Regions from separate parts of the Sus scrofa genome. Here all the other regions are linked to region 2. The links are chromatin contacts, called in public HiChIP or PLAC-seq maps. All regions are on one chromosome and are shown on one strand. The core of a region is the stretch at or near the end of the contact, and the rest is flanking DNA. Distances in the headings are between cores, read along the strand shown. Region 1 overlaps RASAL2 (ras GTPase-activating protein nGAP). Region 2 has its middle 35 kb from the start of RASAL2. Region 3 overlaps RASAL2 (ras GTPase-activating protein nGAP).

Evidence for each region. HiChIP or PLAC-seq counts read pairs in DNA pulled down with a chosen protein or histone mark.
Region 1: an H3K27ac HiChIP or PLAC-seq map of alveolar macrophages shows a contact between it and region 2. The contact joins two enhancer-like sites. A contact is called at or near these places in 2 of 5 promoter capture datasets (fetal liver and liver), 21 of 47 Hi-C or Micro-C datasets (adipose tissue, alveolar macrophages, blood and 13 more) and 2 of 2 datasets of contacts at active chromatin or transcription factors (alveolar macrophages and skeletal muscle).
Region 3: an H3K27ac HiChIP or PLAC-seq map of alveolar macrophages shows a contact between it and region 2. The contact joins two enhancer-like sites. A contact is called at or near these places in 2 of 47 Hi-C or Micro-C datasets (embryonic fibroblasts and epiblast stem cells) and 1 of 2 datasets of contacts at active chromatin or transcription factors (alveolar macrophages).

Annotation. Positions count from the first base shown.
Region 1 is chr9:120,141,618-120,145,442 of Sscrofa11.1, forward strand. RASAL2 (ras GTPase-activating protein nGAP) reads left to right here. Exons shown (of 18, transcript XM_021063720.1): 3 at 2,447-2,571. Among named protein-coding and RNA genes, the nearest start is that of RASAL2, 200 kb to the left of the region's middle. Within about 2 kb of position 2,529, at least 5 of the 83 cell types and tissues checked have an H3K27ac peak or open chromatin away from gene starts, as enhancers often do. A contact at or near this core is called in alveolar macrophages, where this site is marked.
Region 2 is chr9:119,904,569-119,908,396 of Sscrofa11.1, forward strand. No RefSeq gene overlaps it. Among named protein-coding and RNA genes, the nearest start is that of RASAL2, 35 kb to the right of the region's middle. Within about 2 kb of position 1,498, at least 10 of the 83 cell types and tissues checked have an H3K27ac peak or open chromatin away from gene starts, as enhancers often do. A contact at or near this core is called in alveolar macrophages, where this site is marked.
Region 3 is chr9:120,074,676-120,078,229 of Sscrofa11.1, forward strand. All of the region lies in intron 1 of RASAL2 (ras GTPase-activating protein nGAP), which reads left to right. Among named protein-coding and RNA genes, the nearest start is that of RASAL2, 140 kb to the left of the region's middle. Within about 2 kb of position 1,891, at least 10 of the 83 cell types and tissues checked have an H3K27ac peak or open chromatin away from gene starts, as enhancers often do. A contact at or near this core is called in alveolar macrophages, where this site is marked.

The DNA of each region.
Region 1 (3,825 bases), core at 1,279-3,778, 240 kb after region 2:
ATTTCTTTTTTTCCTGGGTATGGTCTTTATAAATTGCCACAGAGATCAGCAGTCATTCTCTCCTAAAATATCAAAAATAACTCCTCCTTTTTTCTGTATGCCTTAGGCCTTATTATTTAAGGTAATACATTTTTTTAGAACGATTATGGAAATAGTTTATTTAGATTCATCCGTATTTTCAAAGATCCAAATTTTTTTTTCCTTCCCAAATTTACCCCGATTTTTTCCCAAGGCAGGTAGAGGATGCATTTGTACCTTTCTTACTAGAAGGCAGTTATTTAACCTCTTTGTGCTACTCTTTTAATTATTTACGTAGAGATCATTTCCATCCTGAAAGGGATGGATGTCTTAGATTACTGTTCCTAAAGTTTTCTATTACTGAGAGCTTTTGAAAGAGCTTAAAAGCTGTTACTTGGTATCCCATTATTTGTTTAGAAATTTGCTTTTCTTAATTCCCTGTTTGGTTTCTCGGTGTGCAGACAGTAGCTATAGTTATGCTGATGAGGAAATAAGGGAATTTTTAGTCCTTTAAAGAGTGTGAAGACTTTCAGTCCTCAGGAAGATGTTAGTTAGCATTGTGCTCTTCAGATTCCCAGTCACACAGAGAAAGCTTCGCTTCTTGGTATCATCCTCTTGACCTCAGTCATAGGAGTTGGATTACTGAGGCAAAGCAGAAAGCACACACACTAAAGACCGTATCTATCCCACTTTTACTGGATCAGTCGATGTGAGAGGTGCCCACTGTAATCATCTAGAGGGATAAATTATTCTTGGTGCTTAAAAGGGGGCTAATAATAATGGCTCCCTCATAATATTAAAAATGTAAATTCTTTAGCCGTTCATATAGTAAGAACTTAATGCTAGACATTATCATTGAAATTTGTTGAAATTCTGTGTTGGAGCCCTAAGAAATTAGAGGCTATGATTAACTGTTACTGAACTGGTCACCTGGACCTGTGCTAGGGTCCTAGTCCAGGCCTAGGGGTCTTGCCAGGGAGCTTCTTTTTCCATCCAGATTCACACAGCCGGTAAAGAAACCAATGCTGAGACTGCAACAGGACAAGGTTTATTCACTGGCCAAAGAATGGAGTAGTATGGAAACTTACTTCATAAATCAACTTCTCAGCCAGATTTGGGCTGAATAATATATTTTAGAAGGATCGAGGTGAAAGGGAGAAAATTGAGTGATGAGAGGGAGGAAATTTATGACTTACCTGAGAGCAGGGGTGTGGTTTAGACTCAGAACTGGGGCAACACCCCCTTTCAGTCATTGTGTGGACTTTTCCAGCTGTTGTCACGGCAATTGTCAACTGTCAGGGTACTGGTGGGTGTGTCATTTAGCATGCTAATATATTACAATGAATGTGTAATGAGGCTCAAGGTCTCCTGGAGGTCAGGTCTTCCACCATCTTGGGTCTAGTTGGTTTCAACCAGTCTGGTTTTTCCCTTTGCAGCTTCCTCTTTTTGTAATTGAGCCTGAAACCCAGATAAGGGCAATTAGTCTCCAGTTGAGGGAGGGGCAGGGGTATGATTCTGGAGCAACAGCCTTAGTAACATAATTCCTGACATATTTTGTCCAACTGTTTAAGATGTTACCAATACTATTCTTAATTCTGCTAAAGGTTACTAGTGAAATCTCTTTATGAAAAGTCTTTGCCCTCTATCTCCAAACTAAGATGATGGGTCTTTTAGAAAAAAAAAAAAAAAAAAAAAAGAACATGGAAATATCTCATTACTCTACAATGATACAATGAAAGGCAGTACGTAAGTTGTGAAATAGTGGCATTAGAAAGAGATCTTTTGTAGCATTCATGGTTCTTATTCCACATAAATAGAAAAAAAATTTTTTTTAGGATTTCAAAAACCAGTCTCACTTTTGGAAGAAAATATGCCATTTTATGTAAGTATCTATGCAAGTTTTGACTGAAAATTTCGATAGATAGTATATATAGTATTTTATTAACTGTCCGTTAAGTGCTTACTTCTAAAATTAAAGAAAATATGGGTGATTTTGCTACTTTTATCTAACAAAACCGTCTTTTAAGAGAATTCTGGAGTGAAATCTTTCTGGTCAACGTTTATTTCCATTCACCTTATTGAGCATTAGGCAGGATTGGGACTTGTGAGCCAGTTTCTGATGTTAAAGAATTTTATTTGTGTGGGTGTTTTGTTTCTGAGCTAAGCAGAAACACAGCTGGCTGTGATTTGTACATACCTCACCTAAGCTAATTTACATACTCACCCATCCTGATCTTTTAGTTTTCTTTTTAAAGAAAAGCTTCCGGAAGGGGTTTGGTGATACTTTGACCATCGTATTTACTTTACCTCTAGTTTCTTCTGTTTTGCTCTGGTGATTACAGACGCCTGCCTTCATTAACTAAAAACATTATTCAATCAGAAGGTAGTTATAACACGATTACATTTCATCTCTTCTTTGCTTAACTAGATACCTGTGGAAGGAGGACAGGAGCAGCCGACAGATTCCACCAAAGGGCGATGCCTGAGGAGAACTGTCAGTGTCCCCTCCGAGGGTCAGTTTCCTGAGTACCCACCAGAGGGCCGCTAAACTGGGTAAGCTACTGTGTAAAAGGAACGACATGCCTGATTTTTATTTGGTAACTTATAGACTTGTTATTGAGTGTTGCAATAAAACAAAACACCCGGCATTTACTGTTATGTACATGCTTTAAAATATAGTGTGTTAACCGAAAGTTAGAGGTCATTAGAAAGTTTTATTCCTTATAACCAAGAGGCAGCAAAGTTATTTTACGGAGATAAAATATTTGTCTGAGCCCAAGTGAAGTTACCCTAAACTCCTAGGCAAGTTGGATGGTGTGTTATTTCTGAATTTACTGTTTGGCTTGAAATTTTGAAAGTGTTAGGTGGTCTGTTTTGGATGGAAACAGTATTAAATGGTTTGAGCCCTGCTGACACAGCTATTAATGTTGTCTTGTATAATGTAATGTCAGATCAGGCTAATTTAACTCAGCTAATTTTATATGGCCCGTGTTAAGTTATATTCAAGACTGTGGTTAGAGTGGGTGACAGAAGGGAGACATCAAAAAACACCCAAAAAACAAAAAACCCACTGGAATTGTTACACAAAGAATTCATGTCAGTATCAAAGTGGCTGTTTCCCTATTTCCTACCAAATGACTCTGTTTAGTGTTTTGCAGGCTTACTAATCAGTATTTAAATAATTAGAGCAATCGGGTTAATTTTAAGGGAACATAATTAAGATTAAATAAAACAATGAAAGAATTTTAAAAGTACGAGTTTTCTTTGGTGTTTTGTGGTATTATTGTTTGCTATTTAGTAGGTAGATAAAAGGGAAGAATTGACTGTCTCTATGTTAGTTAATGTGGATGATGCTGTGACTTTGTTGTATTTTTGAAAATCAAGGTTTTTGGCTTTTTGTCTGTTTTTGCCTTTTTCTTCTTTTCATTTCATTTTCTAAGTGGAACTCAGATTCTTAGTCAAAATTTGAGTCCTTTAGTTCTCATTTTATCCTCTGACATTTGTTGCTATTATGGAAGTTAGGTTAGCAAACACTTCTGTGCCAGGAGTCACACTTGGAAACGTCAAGTTTTCCTTTTATCCTTTCCCTATTGTACTTCTTTAGCATCTGTTGAAACCAGTTTAGGTGTGGGCTTAAATTATATTGCAAGCCTGTCTGGCCGTAACCATTTAAGAGCCTGTTTGTATTTCGCCTATTAGTTATAATGGATTGGACTGGGTTGGAATCACTTTCTTTCAACTCCTTTGTTATCATTATTTGCAGTGTGATGTTGGTGACTATCTTTGTCACTTCTTCAGGTTCCTTTG
Region 2 (3,828 bases), core at 248-2,747:
TCTAGGCTCCAAGCCCTGCGGGGTGCACACTCACCCTTCCCTATCCTGTTTTATATTTCCAAGGCCCAACACAGAGTCCAGACACATAGACACTCAATAAATGTGATTTTACCATTTAACCGAATTCATTAGATGCTATTAGTACATTAAAAAGCACATAAAATAATTAGACCTAACTACTAGACTGCAAATCAGAGTGATTTATCACCTTGCAAGGTTCAACAAACATTCTAATGTGCTAACAAGCCCCTAATTAAAGCAGCAGCCTTCAACTGAAATTATCAGGAGGAAGGAAGAAAAGTACAGTCAGCCCTTGGTATCCACGGATTCTGGACCAATGGATATGGAGGCAGATTGTACCACACTGTTTTATATAAGGGACTTAAGCATCCGTGGATTTTGGTGTCTAGAGTCAATTCTCCCCACCCCCACTCCCCTGGGATACTGATGGATAACTATACCGACAGGGATTCAGAGATGCAATTTTTATTTTATCACTGATGGACATTATTCTCTTTCTGAACAGGAATTAGCTCTTTTACAATAGAGAAAAGGATATGGTTGTTGCTCTATTTATCTTTCTAGTGAGTTCACTTAGTGTAAGTACAGAATGTGGGAAAGCAGATTCTAGCTGTTGTCTCTGCTTGAACCAGTTGTCCTGCAAACCTTCCCTCCGCTTGTATGGCATAAAGCATGCCTCACCTGTGATGGTTCCAGGGACTTCCAGAGATGATACCCATGAACAGTCTGACACGGAGTTGGCCATGGACTGTAGGCGCAATAGAAACCAAGCACCCACTGCCAGGAAGAGCACGAAAAGAGAAGAGGGGCTTCCCTCCATGAGATCGGAGAATAGACAGGCAGCAAGAGAAAGTGACACAGCATTTCCCTGGTGGCACAGCGGGTTAAGGATCCAGCATTGTCACTGCTGTGGCTTAGGGTGCTGCTGTGGCAGGAGATGGATCCCTGGCCCCAGAACTTCTGCATGCCATGGTTGTGGCAAAAAAAAAAAAGAGAGAGAGAGAGAAGGTGACACAATCTTCCCTAAAACATCTGCTCAATGGTCCAGCTAAAAACATTGCTGGCTGTTCTTATATGTCCTGGATTGTATTTCACATCAGAGGTCTAGGCCATCGCTTTGTCTCCCTTTTTCTCACTCCTGTCCACCCTTGAATAGTCAGCAAGGAGTCAGTGATTGGTCCTGAAGAATGAGATCGGGTGTTCTCAGATTACATATCTGGAACATTCTCTCTGATGGGCATCCCATAATCAGTATTTCACAAAGTGTGATCCGTGGCCAGTGCATCAGATCCCCGAAGATGCTGATTGAAAGGATTTTTCTCCCAGCTGGCCTGGCATCCTGGCATCCTGGCATCTGTAGTTTTATTAGGCTCCCCCATTGATTCTGCTTCCTGCTGAAGTTCAAGAGCCTCTGGCCCTGGCTTCTGACCTAGTGGTGCCTTGGATCACTAGAGGGCACCCTAGAACAACTTTTTTTTCCCAGGCTGTGGGCTTCCTGCCAACCGACCAGGGCTGTGGCGCCTCATCGTTCTGGGCCAGAGTTTCCAAGCCCATCCTGGAACCACAGTTTCCTTTAAGAAACTTAGTCCAATTGCCACATCACCAGATACATCTAGCATGCATTTCCACAATGGTGCTGTAATAAATCCGGTTTCTAAAAAAAAATTAGATGTTAAATCATCCTATGTTTATTCATTATATATCTACAAATTGTGAACCAAAACAACATCAAGTATTAAAAGGACTGACAAAAGACATTCTTCCTACTCTTTAGAAAAATGTGGTGGCTCAGTGGGTTAAGGATCCAGCATTGTTAACTGCTATGGCTTGGGCCTTTGCTGTAGCTCCAGTTCCATCCCTGGCCTGGGAGCTTCCACATGTGGTGGGTATGGCCAAAAAAAGAAAGAAAAGAGGAAAAAATATGGGGAAGAAAAATCAGGCAGAAATATGAAATCATTTGCAAATAAATATAATTAACAGTAAATTAAATCATGGACATGGAAAACAGACTTGTGGTTGCCAAGGGGGAGGAGGAAGGAGTGGGATGGATTGGGAATTTGGGGTTCATAGATGCAAACTATTGCCTTTGGCATGGATAAGCAATGAGATCCTGCTGTATAGCACTGGGAGCTATATCTAGTCACTTATGATGGAGCGTGATAATGTGATAAAAAAGAATGTACACATGTATGTGTGACTGGGTCACCTTGCTGTATAGTAGATAATTGACAAAATACTGTAAACCAGCTATAATGGAGAAAAAATTATTATAAAATTAAAAAATAGTAAATTAATTTTCAAGCTAATGGGAAATAGAATTAATTACTAAATCTGAAACAAACAGGTGACAGTATGTGTACAAACAAGGAACTTCCCTGCTGGCCCTGAGCTGACTGGGAAAACGGTACATGGGGATTCCTGAGACAGCTTCCTGGAACAGGCAGGATGGGACAGGAATAGGAGAAGCAATGTCAGGCAGCCCCACTGCAACACATGTCTGTTGAATTCAGAGCCCTTCTTCGTGTCTCAGGAGACACTGAACTAAAACTTGGCAAATGTAAATCCGAGAAGGACCACTGGGACTCCTTTTGTCATGTTGGCATGATGCCCATTGATTCAACAAATCCTTGAGGGGCACTGCCCTGTGCCAGGCACTGGCCACACACTGGGAAGACAACCGTGGGCAAGACAGACGCCTTAGTGCTGCCCTTGGGTGTTTACAATCCAGCAGGAGAGACAGACAAACAATCACGTAATTACAAAGCAGTGTGAGTGATGGGTTAAGCAGTAGGTTTGTGGAAGCTCGAAGGGGAGAAGCCTAACTCAGCCGTGGTGGTGAAGGAGGCTGCAGGGGTACAAACATTCAACAGGAGAAGGTAAAGGATGAGTCAGGAGCAGCGAGAAAGGGCATAGTTGAAAGCTGGGGAAGAAAAGAAGCAGATATTTGAGGAACTGAAAGAAATTCAGTAGAGCTAGTGGAGTTGGGAGCAGGCAGGGGAATTGTGCTAAACAGTGTGGTGGGGGATGCAAAGCAAGCACAGCCAGCTCTTTCAGAGCCTTGTAAACCTTCATGGGGATATGCGGACAGTATGCTAAGGGTACTGGGGAGCCATTGAAGGATTGCGAGCAGGGGATAGTGCCCTGATCAGATCTGCACTTGAGGAGGTTCCGCCTGTACCAGGGTCAGTGTTAATAAGCCAATAAAGCCGAAGGAATCCGTCTTTCCCTTTTTTTTAGGGCTGCACCTGTGGCATATGGAGGTTCCCAGGCGAGGGGTCAAATCGGAACTGTAGCTGCTGGTCTACACCACAGCCACAGCAACACAGGATCCAAGCCGTGTCTGCAGCCTACACCACAGCTCACAGCAATGCCAGATCCTTAACCCACTGAGCGAGGCCAGGGATCGAACGCACGTCCTCGTGGCTCCTGGTCTGGTTCGTTTCTGCTGCGCCACGACAGGAACTCCCAGTCTCTCCCTTTAACGGGACGCCTCCAGTTGCATTCCTCCATCCCCAGTCACCATCCTCAGTCATCGTCCCCAGGAAACCCTTTCCAAGCAGAGGGTTCTCTCTGAGGTCAGCTTTCCACACCAGAGAGCAGAGGAGACAGGAACAGCCTAAGAGGTGTGGCTGTTACAAGCTGGACACCCCTTCACAAAAGGCCATTTCAGGCAAAGTGGACAGGGAGGCGGGGCCTCGCCGGATGGGAAGGGGGATGAGTCTGAACCCCATTTCCTTGTTTGCATGCTTTAGGCACCACCCTTGACCGGGGTTAGAAGCAATGCAAAGGAGAAACAGCAGACTTGTG
Region 3 (3,554 bases), core at 641-3,140, 170 kb after region 2:
ATATAGTTTTTTAAAAAAACAGGAAACAGAAAGAGGGTACCCAATTGTTGAATTTGTTAACATTACCAAATGTAAATAAATTGTAATATTCTGGTCTTAAATTCTGTGAATCCAAACTTATTCTGAGCATGCTCATGTTCTGAGCATATACAGGTAATAAATAATTCTTGTATCATAGCTGAATGCAGCTAATCTCATGCTTAAAGCAATGAAATATACCATACTCAGGATCTCTAACCAATAGAAGAGGTAAAAGCTAAAGGCTTCACTATTATGCTACCTTAAACCCTCCAGTTAAACAATGTACACTCCTTCACCTGCTACAATATGTAGGTCAAATAATACAAATTAAAAAAAACAAAACTTATGCTTCTTATAACTAAAAGTAATTCCAGCTGCTTTGGGCCCATGTCTAAGAATGGAGTCAATATATTTGCAATAGTAGAAATAACTTGAAACTGCCAATAAAAGAGGATTAATTAAACATTTGCTTCATATCAAATCAACAGAATACCATATCGTCTACATAATTGTCACTAGTTATGTGAAACAGTAGAAACTATAAAATATAGATATGCACGGGATGTAAACTATATATATTCACTGTCTGTAACACTTAAAAGGAAAAATTACTGGGAAGAAATTTTATTCATAAATTATTTTTCTTCCTCTGTCAGTAGGTAAAGATGGGAATGAAAGGTTAAAAAGTGGGAAAAGAATTTTAATATAGCATATGTAGTTCTCCTTTATGGTTAGGGTTAATATGTTTTGTTTATCTGTAATGTCATAGCAATAACAACATCCTCTTTCCCTGTGTTAGTTACTTTCCCAACTTGGGAATTAGAAAGCTTTATTTTTTTCTTCTAGATAATTTTCTTTAAATAGTTTCATTCAAGTTTAATCAACTTATTAATAAAAATCTTACTGAAAAAGACCTTATATAATAACTCAGTAGACACTACTCTGGTGCTGGCAACATAGTGCATTATTTTATTAAGTAACTAGAGGCTTCCTCACTTAGTCTAGGGAATCAGTAGCTAAATTAGAAAAAAATAGAGTACTCAGTTCATAAAATGTACATATAATTAATAGTGGTACACTCTAGGTTTTGTTTTGTTTTTTTTTTTTTGGCTGAGTCCCCAGCATGGGGAAGTTCCTGGCTCAGGGATCAAACCTGCGCCATAGCAGTGATCCCAAGCTGCTGCATTTACAACACCAGATCCTTAACCTGCAGTGCCGTAGGAGAACTCCAGGGCTGGTTATTATAAAAACATATACTTCTTCAGATCTTCTCCATAATTGGGGCTTCTATTTGCTTTATTTCACAAGTTACCAAAAAAGCATCTCTGCAAATCAGAGAAATTTATTCCCTTTCTGCCTTTTCTCTTGAGTCACTGCATTTCACTATGTGTAACCCCACATGGCTAGCATTTTATCACTCATCTGTTGCATCTAAGCTCTCCTACAGTTGTTCCCATGTTTTGTCACTTATAATGTTTATTTGTCTCTAGTTAAGCATATTGAAATTAATGAATAACATTTTTAAACATATATATAGTGATCTTTAATAATTTAGGCTATTTATGTATAATTCTACTGTATTTAAAATTCTCCAAAATAACAATACAACTCTTTCATTTTTAAATAAACATATTCTGGGTGTATTAGTCTGCTAAGGCTTCCATAACAAAACACCACAGTCTAGGTATTTTAATACCTAGCTTAAATAACAAATTTATTTTCTTAGCATTTTGGAGGCTGGAAGTCTTAAGATCAAGATGTGGTCAGATTGCTTTCTCCTGAGACTTTCTCAGCTTGTAGATGGGGCTGTCTTCTTGTTGTATTCTCACTTTCCTCAGTGCACAGGCGACTCTTGGGTTTCTCTTTTCTTATGAGGACACCAGCTGTACTGGATTAGGGCCCCACCCTTATGACCTCATTTAACCTTTAAGGCCCACAGTCAAAATGAGGTCGAGGGCTTCAACATATGAACGTTAGGGGGACACACTTTGGTCCATAACAGAGGACTCATTAATTATGAGGTCATTAATATGATGTATTGGCATAAATTTTAAAATGATATGACAATCACATTTTCTCAAACTTAAAATAATTTGTGAAGTTAAATGGCTTTAGAAAAAATAGGCTAGATCAATTTGAATTTATATTTTATTTTTCACATGGCATATGTTTACTTTTAAAAGGGTTATAAACAGTGTAAATTGTCTTCCTTTTTTTTTCACTTAAGACTATTTGATATGCATTTCCATTTATTGACCAGTAATAAAAATGGCAAGGATGTTGGACACTCTGGTAATATATTATATTGAAATGTGAAGTAGGCTTTATTGGACATTTAGTTTGTAGTTTCTTTCCATTTCACTTTCTGCTTATGGGAACCTTCCCCTCCCCCTGTCCTCATTAGTTTGGCTTATTTCTTTGGGGTATACCAGGAATGATTATACCTTGGAATGGGACTGCTTCATAGCTCATTACATATTGTGAGGTTTTCCGCTAGAAAGATATAGCATGTTAATAATGCCAGAAATAATTTATGAGTAAAATTTTCCCCCATGACCTTACCAAATGTGGACTTAAGTATTGTTTTGTTACAGTTTTGTGTTTTACTTATAGCTCAGAGTAAGGGAAAGGAAAAGATCTTTGGGATTGGACAGATGGGCTCAGGTTTTTACCTATGCTGTTGTCTAGTTACATGGCTGAGAAAGTTTCATATAGTTTTTCAGAGTCCCCATTTTCTCATCAGTAAAGTATGAGATAATGATAGCTATCTTGTAAGGTTATTACAATTTTCTCTTTTTTTGTGGTATCTTTGTTTTTTGTATCAGGGTGATGGTGGCCTCATAGAGTGAGTTAGGGAGTGTTCCTTCCTCTGCAGTTTTTTGAAATAGTTTCAGAAGAATGGATGTTAGCTCTTCTCTAAATATTATAGAATTGGCCTGTAAACCCATCTGGTCCTGGACTTTTGTTTGTTAGAAGTTTTTCTAATCACAGTTTCACTTTCAGTACTTGTGTCTAATCTGTCTGTATTTTTATATTTCTTTCTGGTTCAGTCTTGAAAGCTTGTACCTTTCTAAGAATTTGTTTATTCTAGGTTGTTCATTTTATTGGCATATATTTGTTTGTTCTAGTCTCATGATCCTTTCTATTTCTCTGATGTCCATTGTTACTTCTCCTTTTTAATTTCTTATTTTATTGATTTCAGCCCTTATCCCCCCCCTTTTTCCTTTGACGAATCTGGCTAAAGGTTTACACATTTTGTTAATCTTTTCAAAGAACCAGCTTTTAGTTTTATTAATATCTTTTTGTTTTCTTCATCTCAGTTTCATTTATTTCTGCTCTGATCTTTATGATTTCTTTCCTTCTCCTAACTTTGGTTTTGTTTGTTCTTTCTCTAGTTACTCTAGATATAAGACTAGATTGTTTATTTGAAATCCTTCTTGTTTCCCGAGGTAAGCTTGTATTGCTATAAACTTCCCTCTTAGAACTGCATTCACTGTATGCATAGGTTTTGGATCATTGTGTTTTTGTTTTCA